Regions from separate parts of the Ovis aries genome. Here region 2 is linked to region 1. Evidence: chromatin contacts called from public Hi-C data. All regions are on one chromosome and are shown on one strand. Each heading gives the region's core, a stretch centred on a gene start, on an enhancer-like site or on the middle of the called end of the contact. The rest is flanking DNA. Distances are from core to core; before and after follow the strand shown. Region 1 holds the start of SCYL1 (SCY1 like pseudokinase 1). Region 2 holds the start of RNASEH2C (ribonuclease H2 subunit C).

What was found. Hi-C and Micro-C count contacts between places; a contact is called where the count stands out from the background.
Region 2: a contact with region 1 is called in a Hi-C map of tail adipose tissue, with 2.3 times the contacts expected there. The contact joins the promoter of RNASEH2C here to the promoter of SCYL1 in region 1. A contact is called at or near these places in 2 of 16 Hi-C or Micro-C datasets (omental adipose tissue and tail adipose tissue).

What each region holds. Positions count from the first base shown.
Region 1 is chr21:40,146,221-40,151,166 of ARS-UI_Ramb_v3.0, reverse strand. It overlaps SCYL1 (SCY1 like pseudokinase 1), which reads right to left and starts at 1,970. Exons shown (of 18, transcript XM_027959862.2): 1 at 1,799-1,970; 2 at 1,310-1,450; 3 at 976-1,098; 4 at 666-892; 5 at 137-227; 6 at 1-53. The coding sequence starts at 1,909. LOC132658353 (a long non-coding RNA gene) reads right to left here. Exons shown (of 2, transcript XR_009597842.1): 2 at 4,820-4,946.
Region 2 is chr21:40,326,216-40,331,161 of ARS-UI_Ramb_v3.0, reverse strand. RNASEH2C (ribonuclease H2 subunit C) reads left to right here and starts at 3,022. Exons shown (of 3, transcript XM_060404316.1): 1 at 3,022-3,235; 2 at 3,427-3,605; 3 at 3,692-4,206. The coding sequence starts at 3,064. The coding sequence ends at 3,898. It overlaps KAT5 (lysine acetyltransferase 5), which reads right to left. Exons shown (of 13, transcript XM_027959359.3): 12 at 4,902-4,946; 13 at 4,258-4,809. The coding sequence ends at 4,675.

The DNA of each region.
Region 1 (4,946 bases), core at 721-3,220:
TTGGGGTTGGCTCCGACCAGTTCGCAATAATGGGGCACCAGTGATTTGGGGATCTGCGGGAGAAGTGTCAGGGTCAGAGCAGTGGCTGGTTGGCTGAGGGAGAGGGGCTGGGGTGCAGGTGGGGTCGGACACTCACCTTCCCAGGGTTTCGCAGGGCTGCCGCTCGAGGTAGGGACCCATTGAAGACTTCCCAGATGAGGCAGCCCAAACGCCACATGTCAGCTGACCTGAGGCAGTGACCAGAGCTGCTCAAGACTCTGCCACCTGCCAGCATACGCCTCCAACCTACCCTGCGCACCAGGCACTCACTGCATGGCAAACCCTGGGCTGTGTTCCTTAGCTGATCATCCCATCAGCCTCAAGAAGCAGGTTTCATTAGCCCCAATTGACAGATCAGGAAACTGAGGCTCAGAGAAACAAGGACATCCATCCCAAGTGACATAACATTCAAATTCTGAACCACCTAACCCCAAAGCCTGTGCTTATCCTGCCCTTCCTCCCTCAGGATCCTGGGAGCGAGGAGTGGGCTCCACCCTGAGGACCCTGGTTCCCTCCCCAGCCAAGCAGGAGGGGATGGAGGCAATGCCAGCTAGTCTAGGGGTCCTGAGACTACAGGAGGCTTTCAGAATAGGGCAGGATGGGGCATACTCCCCCTAGTCACCCACCATTTCTCTCTGACCGCTCTGCCACTACCATCAGCCAACTCCGGGGGATCATACTGCTCAAGCTCAGGGATCCCCTTGCGGGGAGGTCCCCCACCATTGCCCTGGGCTGAATACATGTAGTCCAGGCCCCCAAGCTTCCACTCGCCAGCGCGGTCCACGAACACAGCGGCCATGCAGACATTGTTGTGGATGAGGCTGCAGTCGTTGACCAGGAAGCTGAGGGCTTTCTAGGGGCAGAAGGATCCATCACAGTCCAGTAGCTGCAGCCCCCTCTACCCCTGCTCTCATCCCCACTGCCCCCCCACCTCACCACAATCTGGTGTAGCCCCCAGGAGAGCTCCAGCTCCTTCAGGCCACCAGCCTCCGCTCGAGCCTTGAGGTATACTCCCAGCGGGGTCACAGCCTCTGTCACTACGTGGAGGCATTTGTCTGTCTGAAGAAGAGAACACAGGGTATCAGGGAGGGATGGGGGTGAGGAAGAAGCGATGAGAGACATGATGGGGATAGGGGCAGAGAAGGGGAAGTCAAATCTGGGGTGGGGGGGGCGCTGGCGCAGAAGGGTTGGAAATCCACAGGAAGACAGAAAACAGGACTGGGAGAAAGTGAGGGACAGAGGTGGGGTAGCCTGAGCAGCTGGTAGGTACCTCCAGCCCATCAATGTAGGCAAGGATATTGGGGTGCCGGAGAGTTTTGAGGCGCTTGAAGGCAGCTTTGGCCACCTGGGTCTGCTCTTCGGCACCGGGCTTCACGTCATACACGAAGATGGACACCGGGCTCCCTGTGGCCTGGGGGAGGGCAGAGGGGCCTCAGGTTGTGGCCTCAGGTTGCTGACCACTCCACCTCCGAGATAGTCCCCGGAGCTGGTTCAGTGCCGGAAGGGAAGGGCCGCCGGCCGGGTCTCTCCCCAAGTCAGCCCTTGGAGATTGAACCCGGCCCACGTAACCCTGGTTGGGTCCGCCTGTGGGTCCCTCGGTCCTTCCGCCCGCCACGTCGACACTGCCCGTCCCCCTCCCTCGGCCCGTAGTCCTAGAAGCTCCGCAGCCACGTCAGGCGGGCGCGACACGGAGGAGCCGGCGGCGCTGGCTAGGCGAGACCGAGGTCGGCCGCGGCCTGCAGAGCTGGGCCGCTCTCACCTTCTTGCGGCCGCGGTGCAGGACCCAGGGTCCCGGCGGGCTGCCTTCGGGGGGTTCCGGGCTGAGCTCGAACGGGAAATCCCGGACCGGGTCCCGGGCAAAGAACCACATCGTCCCCGCCGCCGCGGCGGCCTCGGGTGCCTCAGCTCCGGGTCCTCCGGCAGCCCGAGCCGGGGCGGGGCGGAGCGAGGGCGGGGCATAACCGGATGAGGCGGGGCTTTGGGTTGGTGGGCGTGGTCGGTGGGCGGAGTAGGAGGCGGAGGGTGACCAGGAGACCAACCTTCGGCGCAACTGGTCGGGCGCAGCCAATTACCCGGTCTGCCGCCCTGGCAGGTCACCTAAACTCTCAGCCCCTCCGTGTCCTTATATCTAAAATGTGGATGGTAATAGAGTCCACCTCCCAGCGTTATATAAGGATGAGACCTCGAGAAGAAACAGGATAGGGAAACCGAGGCAAGGAATCAGAGAGATAGACAAATGGAAGAGCAAGTCGATAGACAGACAGATACGAAAGGATGCAGTGTTTAGTCGGGAAAAACTTGGGGAGGGCGACTGTCCCCAAGCCAGACTCTCGCACCCACCTCCCGGTGGGCACCTCTAGAATCCAGTGAGGCATCGTGTTGGTGGAATGATGGAGTGACCAGGGGAGAGAGGCATAAGGAAGCAGGACCTCTGAAAAGGAGCGTGGTTGGGGAGCAGAGAGTGAAGTAAAGGTCCTGGGAAGGTCTAGGAATCCTGGGACAAGGGAGGGAGCCTGGGGGAGGGAAAAGGCAGTGAACCTAGGAAAGAAGAAGGGTAGAGGAGGAACAGCCCAGCAAGTCCAGAGGAAGCCAAGGGGTCAAGAGGGCCCCCTGCTCCCTTGAGCCCAGCAGACTTGGCTCTCTGTCTCTAGGGCCAGCATCGCCTCGAGGTCCCCCAGTGTCTGTGCAGAGAGGGTCTGTCAGCAGCTCAAATGCCTTTCACACTGATGGAGACCTGGCCCCTTAGCTGGACAGAGTCCAATGTCCAAGAGTGACTGGGCTGGCAAGGGGCTCCTCCAAAGGTAAGGTCTCAGGGGACTCAAGGTTGGGGAAAGACCCACAGCCACACCCTATGGAGCCTGGATAAGCGTTCTGAGATTGATTATGAAATGTCTGGTTGGGATACCCTTGAGAGCAGATTCAAGGGGAAGGGATGCCAAAGTCAGTAGTTATTGTTGCTCAGATGCTAAGTCGTGTTCAATTCTTTACGACCCCGTGGACTATAGCCTGCCTGGCTCCTCTGTCCATGGAATTCTCCAGGCAAGAATACTGGAGTGGGTTGCCATCTCTTCTCCAGGGGATCTTCCCAACCCAGGGATTGAACCCAGGTCTCCTGCATTGTGGGCAAATTCTTTACCCTCTGAGCCACCAGGGACACGCCCCTTAAAATCAGTAGATTAAAAAAAAAAAAAACCTGATCAAAATTAGTCACTTAGTCATGTATGACTCTTTGTGAACCCATGGACTGTAGCCCACCAGCTTCCACTGTCTATGGAATTCTCCAAGCAAGAGTACTGGAGTGGATTGCCACTTCCTGGGTTCAAATCCTGGCCCAGCCCCCATCACTGCCTGTGGGAACTCACATTATCTGGGAGCCTCAGTTCCCCCATCTATAAACTGGGGTGCCTTACCTGACACAGAGCAGCTGCTCAGCAGAGTCTTGTCCTTTTTCTCATCCAACTACTTGTGCAGGGCACTCAGAGGGATGATCAGACACAGTGCTGGCTGCTTGAGGCAGAATAGAAATGTCAACTAGAGAGTCTTCTGACTTCCCTGGGAAGATGGTGACAACATTGTGAATATGGACTTGGCAACGTTGTGGGTGGGGAGCATCTTGTCACGAAAAGGGATCAAGTAGGGGGCTTGAATACAGAGTCTGGAGCTTTGCCCTGCTGAAGCCTGAACTGTGTTTGTGGGATGATGGACTGTGGCAGGCTGGGCTGGAGTGATGCTTTGGGGTAGAGATCACAGTTGGAGAGGAGGGTTTAACAACACAGGGGCCCGGCGGTGTTGTTTAGTTAGTGGCACGTTCTCTTAGCACCTGCCAAACATCAGTCCTGTGCCATGCATGGGGCCTCACCTAGAGAGGAAATCAGAGCAGGAAGGGCAGGGCCACTGAGCTGGGGCAGGGGTAGGGGGCATCTGAAAGTCCCAGTGCACAGAAGAACAGCGAGGAGATACAACAGGATGGACAGGGGACACCAGGAAGAGTTACAAAAGAAGAGCCAGATAAAGGATCGGCCTCCCAGATTCTGTAACTCTGCTTCTCCAGCGGAGCTTGGCACACAGAGGCTAGCAGCCTAGGAAGGGAACAGCCTGTCCTCACAGTGTGGCCCCTCCATTTCACCGATTACAAAATGGGGATAATACCAGCTCCTCATTACTGGCCTATGAGGGGGACCAATATTGTTCCCATCTTACAGATGAGGAAGCTGAGGCTCTGCAGGCTCACGCAGTAGGAATTAGCAGGGCCTGAGTGTTGCTGGCTGCCTCCCTCACCTGTCAGCACGAGTGCAAGCAACCCTGCAAGCTTGGCCGTGACCCAGGGAAGTCCCAGGGCAGTCAGGCCTGGGGTTCAAGGGCACACCAGGAGGCCAGTTGCTCCTGAGGAGACACGGTAGGATCAGGAGCACCTTTAGGCAGATGCCTATTTGAATCTCATTTCTGTGGGAACTTGAACCAGTCACTTCACTCCTTTTCCTCATCTGTAAAGTGAAGACTGTAAAAGTAACTATATTAAGTGTTTGCCATCGGGGTTAGTGAAGTATTTGGTCCCATTCACTGGGAAGGAAAATGGAAAACCTTGAAAAGCAAGCTATAAATAACACGTGTGGCGTGGATGCAAGATAAAGAAGGGTGATTGGACTTCCCTGGTGGTCAAGGGGTTAAAACTCCATGTTTCAACTTCAGGAGCCACAGGTTCCACCTTCTGGGTAACTTAAGATCCTCCATCCCACCAGTGTGACCCCGCCCCCCCCCAAAAGGGAGTGATTGAAAAGGCTCAATGAAGGAAGTGATTTATTACCCAGAGATCTTCAGGAGATGACCTGGGAGATGAAAACAGCTCATTTAGGTGGAAAACAAAACTCTCAGAAGCAGTGCTTCTGACAAGGCAGAATGTTCAAGTC
Region 2 (4,946 bases), core at 1,773-4,272, 180 kb before region 1:
AGAAGGGGGCAACAGAGGATGAGATGGTTGGGCAGCAGCACCGACTCAGTGGACATGATGAGTTTGGGCAAACTCCAGGAGTTCGTTAAGGAGAGGGAAACCTGGTGTGCTGCAGTCCATGCAGTCTCAAAGAGTTGGACACAACTTAGCCACTGAACAACAAGAATAAAGTAAATGAAGAAGAAATGTGAACTTAGAATACCAGTTTTGCAACCCGTAGTGACTTGAAACAGCTGGGCAATGATCATCAAGGGCTGCTAACTTGACAGAAAAAGGGAAACATGAGGTATTAGGTCCCTCCAGATGGAAAAACACACTGCCTTCCTTGAAGCAGTCTTCCTCAGCCCCTCCCCGCCCCCAAATCTGATGAAGCTTCTAGATCTAATTACTAATTTACAGGAAATAAGGGCAGATAAACATAACACTATGAGAAAGCAATCACTAAAATCCAGACTATGGGAAACTTAACAGAACCAAAAATGTAAAGATAAATCAAACATCTACTTCCAAATTAAAAAACCCTTATGGAGAAGGAAATGGCAACCCAGTATTCTTGCCTGGGAAATTCCATGGACAGAGGAGCTTGGCAGGCTACAGTCCATGAGAGTCAGACACGACTTAGTGATGGAAACAACAACAAAAGCTAACCCAACATTGTAAAGCCCATCTACTGCAATTAAAAAAAAAAAACAACTGATTAAAAAAAAAAAACCTTAGTAGTACAGCTTTAACAAGATATATATAAACAAGTTGAAAAGCAACTTCATGAGTATTGGTGAAATTCCCATGAAAATGTCAGGAAAAAGGAAAAGATGTCTGTTGATGTGCTAGAAAAGAAAACATGTGAGGTAATGAGGGAGTAAAATGATCATGATCATTATTTGAAAGTGAGATGATTAATTCTGGAAGACCCAAGAAAGAAAAGAAAACTATTAGGAAAAATTAAAAAATTCTAGATATATGTTTAAAAAATTAATATGTAAGAATCAGAGAAATGCAAATCAAAACCACAATGAGGTACCATCTCGAGCCGGTCAGAATGGCTGCTATCAAAAAATCTACAAACAATAAATGCTGAAGAGGGTGCAGAGAAAAGGGAGCCCTCTTACACTGTTGGTGGGCATGCAAACTAGTATAGCCACTATGGAGATCTGTTAGGTAGGTAAAACAGGGAAAAGGAGTCCAAAATGGCGGTGGCTACAAGACAAGGAAGGGAAAAGCCCTCGAAAATGAAACAAAAGAAGATCTGAGGACTGGAGTGAGGACCTCAGGTAAAACAAACAACACTCCCGGCTGGCCCAATTTACATAGGACAGGCCTAGGGAGAGATAAACATATAAACAGAAAAGCCAAAGCTAGCTCGCTCTCTCCCGCTAGCTGGGGCGCTCTTCTCCTCATGTCTTTAGATCCACGTGCCCTCACGCCTCAAAGATGGATTTTCCTGCTATCTTCTAAATAAAATAGAGCTGTAACACTGATTTGTCTAAGAGCTATAACATGGTCCATTAGAGACCTGAGAGCTATAACATGGTCTATCCAAGACCTGAGAGCTGTGACACGCCGAGGGGGCTTTAATGTCCGTCACTCCAAATCTTTGTTGTGACGAGACAAAGAATCGAGGAACACACACTCGCGTGACAGATCCAATACTTTGGCTACCTGATGTAAAGAGCTGACTCATTGAAAAAGACCCTGATGCTGGGAAAGACTGAGGGCAGGAAGAGAAGTGGGCGACAGAGGATGAGGTGGTTGAATGGCATCACCAACTCAAGGGACATGAGTTTGAGCAAACTCCAGGAGATACTGAAGGACCGGGAAGCCTGGTATGCTGCAGTCCATGCAGTTGCAAAGAGTGGGACACGACTTAGCAACTGAAAAACAACAGGAAGGATTTCTAGGATTTGAACTTGTGTTTTAGGGAATTTGAGGGAGCGTTTAAGGAAGTGGGACTTTTCTTTGGATTGGATGCCTTCAGAGAGTGGGAGTATTTCTACGATGGGATATGTTAACAAACATTATCTATACGGAGGCTGACGCTATAATTGGTAAAGTAGCAACAGTCACTATATTATCCAAGATAGAAGAATTCTCATTATTTGTGTTTTGGACAATATTTGTGTTTTTGTCAGTGTTCAGGTGAGTATGAAATGATCTTCCTTTTGTTTTCATAACTCACATCACAGAGTGACCTCCTCAGATATTCTATGAAATTGTTCCTGTTCAACAGACCACCAAAGCCAGATCTTGGAAATCTAAGGATGTTTTTCTCTTTCTCAAATCTATAAATTAAACGCAATTTCAGTCTTAATAACCAGTTTTGTAGGAGTTCGTTTTATGAGAGTACTTGTCAAAATCTAAGTTGGGTATCCGGACACATTAACATTAGAGAAGTGTTAGTAGCTCAGTTGGTAAAGAATCTGCCTGCAATGCAGGAGGCTCGGGTTAGATCCCTGGGGCGGGAAGATCCCCTGCAGAAGGAAATGGCAACCCCCTCCAGTACTCTTGCTGGAGAATTCCATGGACAGAGGAGCCTGGCGGGCCACAGTCCTTGGTATCGCAGAGTCGGACACGACTGTGCGACTAACCTTAAGAAATGAACAAGGAAAGAGTACTGTGACTGAAAAGAAAAGGCAGATACATTGAATATGTGACTACAAAATAAATAAAAGTCTTCTCTGTAATAAAAATGACCAATATACAGGTTTGGAAGACAAACTAGGATAAAATATCTTCACATGTGAAGAAGGGCTGATATCCCTTCTTTGTGGTGTGTGTTACACCACAAACAAAGCACAACACTTTGTACTAATCAATGTTAAAAGTGTACTCTTAGATACCGTTTTAATTTTTTACAGTAAGAATGTATTTCGGGGGCGGAGGGTGGGCCGAGGAATTCAAGGAAAAAACCCTGGGACTGGAACGCCGGGAGGCAGGCTTGGAGAAGCGCCTCAGAGAAGAACTACGCTTCCCACGAGGCTCTGCGCCGACCGCCCCCGACAGGCTCCGCGCGCTTTGCGCGCCAGCTTTGGCCTCAGCCTGCGAGCTGCAGAGTAGTGACGGACTATGGAGAACAGCTACGAGGAGACCATCGACAAACGCCGCGTCCACCTGCGCCCTGATACACTGCGCGATCCCGCCCCCGCCTCGCTGCACCTTCTGCCCTGCGAGGTCCCGGTTAACCGGCCCACGCCGGTGGGGCGCTTCTTCACCCCAGCCATCCGCCTGGGTTCCGACGGTGAGCCCTCGCGGCCGGACTACGGCTCCCGGCGGCCCCCGCGCCAGCATCGCGCTCTCCTCCGCGAGGAACGCCGCCAGGCCTCCTGGGGATCGTGGTCCACCGGAGGCGGCGGGCGGACCGCCACCGGGCTTGCTCCCTTAGGCCTGGGTCAGACCCTCAGAGGCCCTCCCTGCTTCTGCCTCCTCCAGGACTGGAAGCGTCGTTTAGGGGCCGTAGTCTACGTGGCGAGGAGGTGGTGGTGCCGCCCGACTTCGTGGGATATGTGATGACAGAAGAGAAGGCAGAAGTGTTGGTGGTGAAGCAGGATGACCACGAGCGAGAAGAGCAGGAACTGGAGGAACCCCCCGAGGCGCTGGAGCGGGACTGCGTGAGCACTGGGGGATAGGGTTGGAAGGGAGCCCGGGTGGGAACCGCAGCCCGGATGCTGAGCCAGGGCCCCTTCCCGGCCCCCAGGACCGCTTTATGGGAGCCACAGCCAGCTTCAGCAGCTTCACCGTGTGGGGCCTGGAATCTATCCCTGGTCCGGATGCCAAACTGCGTGGGGCCCTAAGCTGGCCCAGCCTCGCTGCAGCGGTGAGTAGATGGATGGGCCCTCTCCCTCCCAGGCTTTATCTAACACCGAACCCACCCCCCCCCACCCCCGGCCCCACCCCAGCCTGAGTGAATTTGGGGCTGGGGCGAACAATGGGGCAGATGGAGACCCAGTCTGACTGGAGGATTAGACTGGGTAGGGACAGCATGGCTTCCCCAGCACTCTTCTCTGGCCTTCTAGAAGGGCTATGATTCTGAATATCTGGGCCACCCAGTCACTATACTGCAGAAATCCAATAGTAGAGGTGATTCCTGTTGCAGATTCACGCACAGGTACCCGAAGACTGAGAACCAGAGCTTGACATTGAAAGCCACCGAACCCCTCACCCCAGTGTGAAGCCAGAGTCCTTCACCCAATAAAGGAGCTTTTCACAGAACCTGTGAGTTTGCCAACACTGCCCCTTCTCCCACAGAACCTTCCATAGCTCTGACCTCTAGGAACAATTTATTGCCAGGGGGCAATGGGGCAGAAGAGGCCATAATTTTGCAACCAGTACCCACCACACCCCAGCTCCTACTTTACAAAAGAAATTTGTACAGCCGTCAGTCCTCTGTACAAGGCACCCCACCCACCCCTCTTACTATATACACAGCTGCCTGGCTCCCTCTGGTCCCTGGTTCACAGCAGGCCTGGGCCTGCAGCCAGCTGACCGTGGAGTTGCCATGAGCCCTGAGCTCGCCTTGGTGCTGGGCACCAGCTAGCCTTGACCAGGCCCGTCCTCTCCTTTTGGAGTGGTCCTCAGCCCTGTCTCCCTTGGTGTGCCTCTTGGAGACCCTGCTGGGGGCGAGATGGCTGCCAGCTTCAGTTCTGCTGCCTTTGCTGGCATTCCCCGGGCAGCGTCCGGTCACCACTTTCCCCTCTTGCTCCAGTCCTTGGGAGTGAAGTGCAGACACTTGGAGTCGATCCGAAGAAGCCGTTTGAGCATAGCCCGTTCGTGCCCATCCACGATGTCCTCCGACAGGGTGAGGATATACTGGCCCTGGACGGGAGATGGGGCCAGGCAGGTCAGCTCAGGCGGGCCTGTACTCGGGATCCCTGCACACACCTGTCTCCCCCTGCCTGCCTCCCTACCTTGTAGTAGTTGATGAGGTTGAGGTACTGTAGAGTGGATATGAC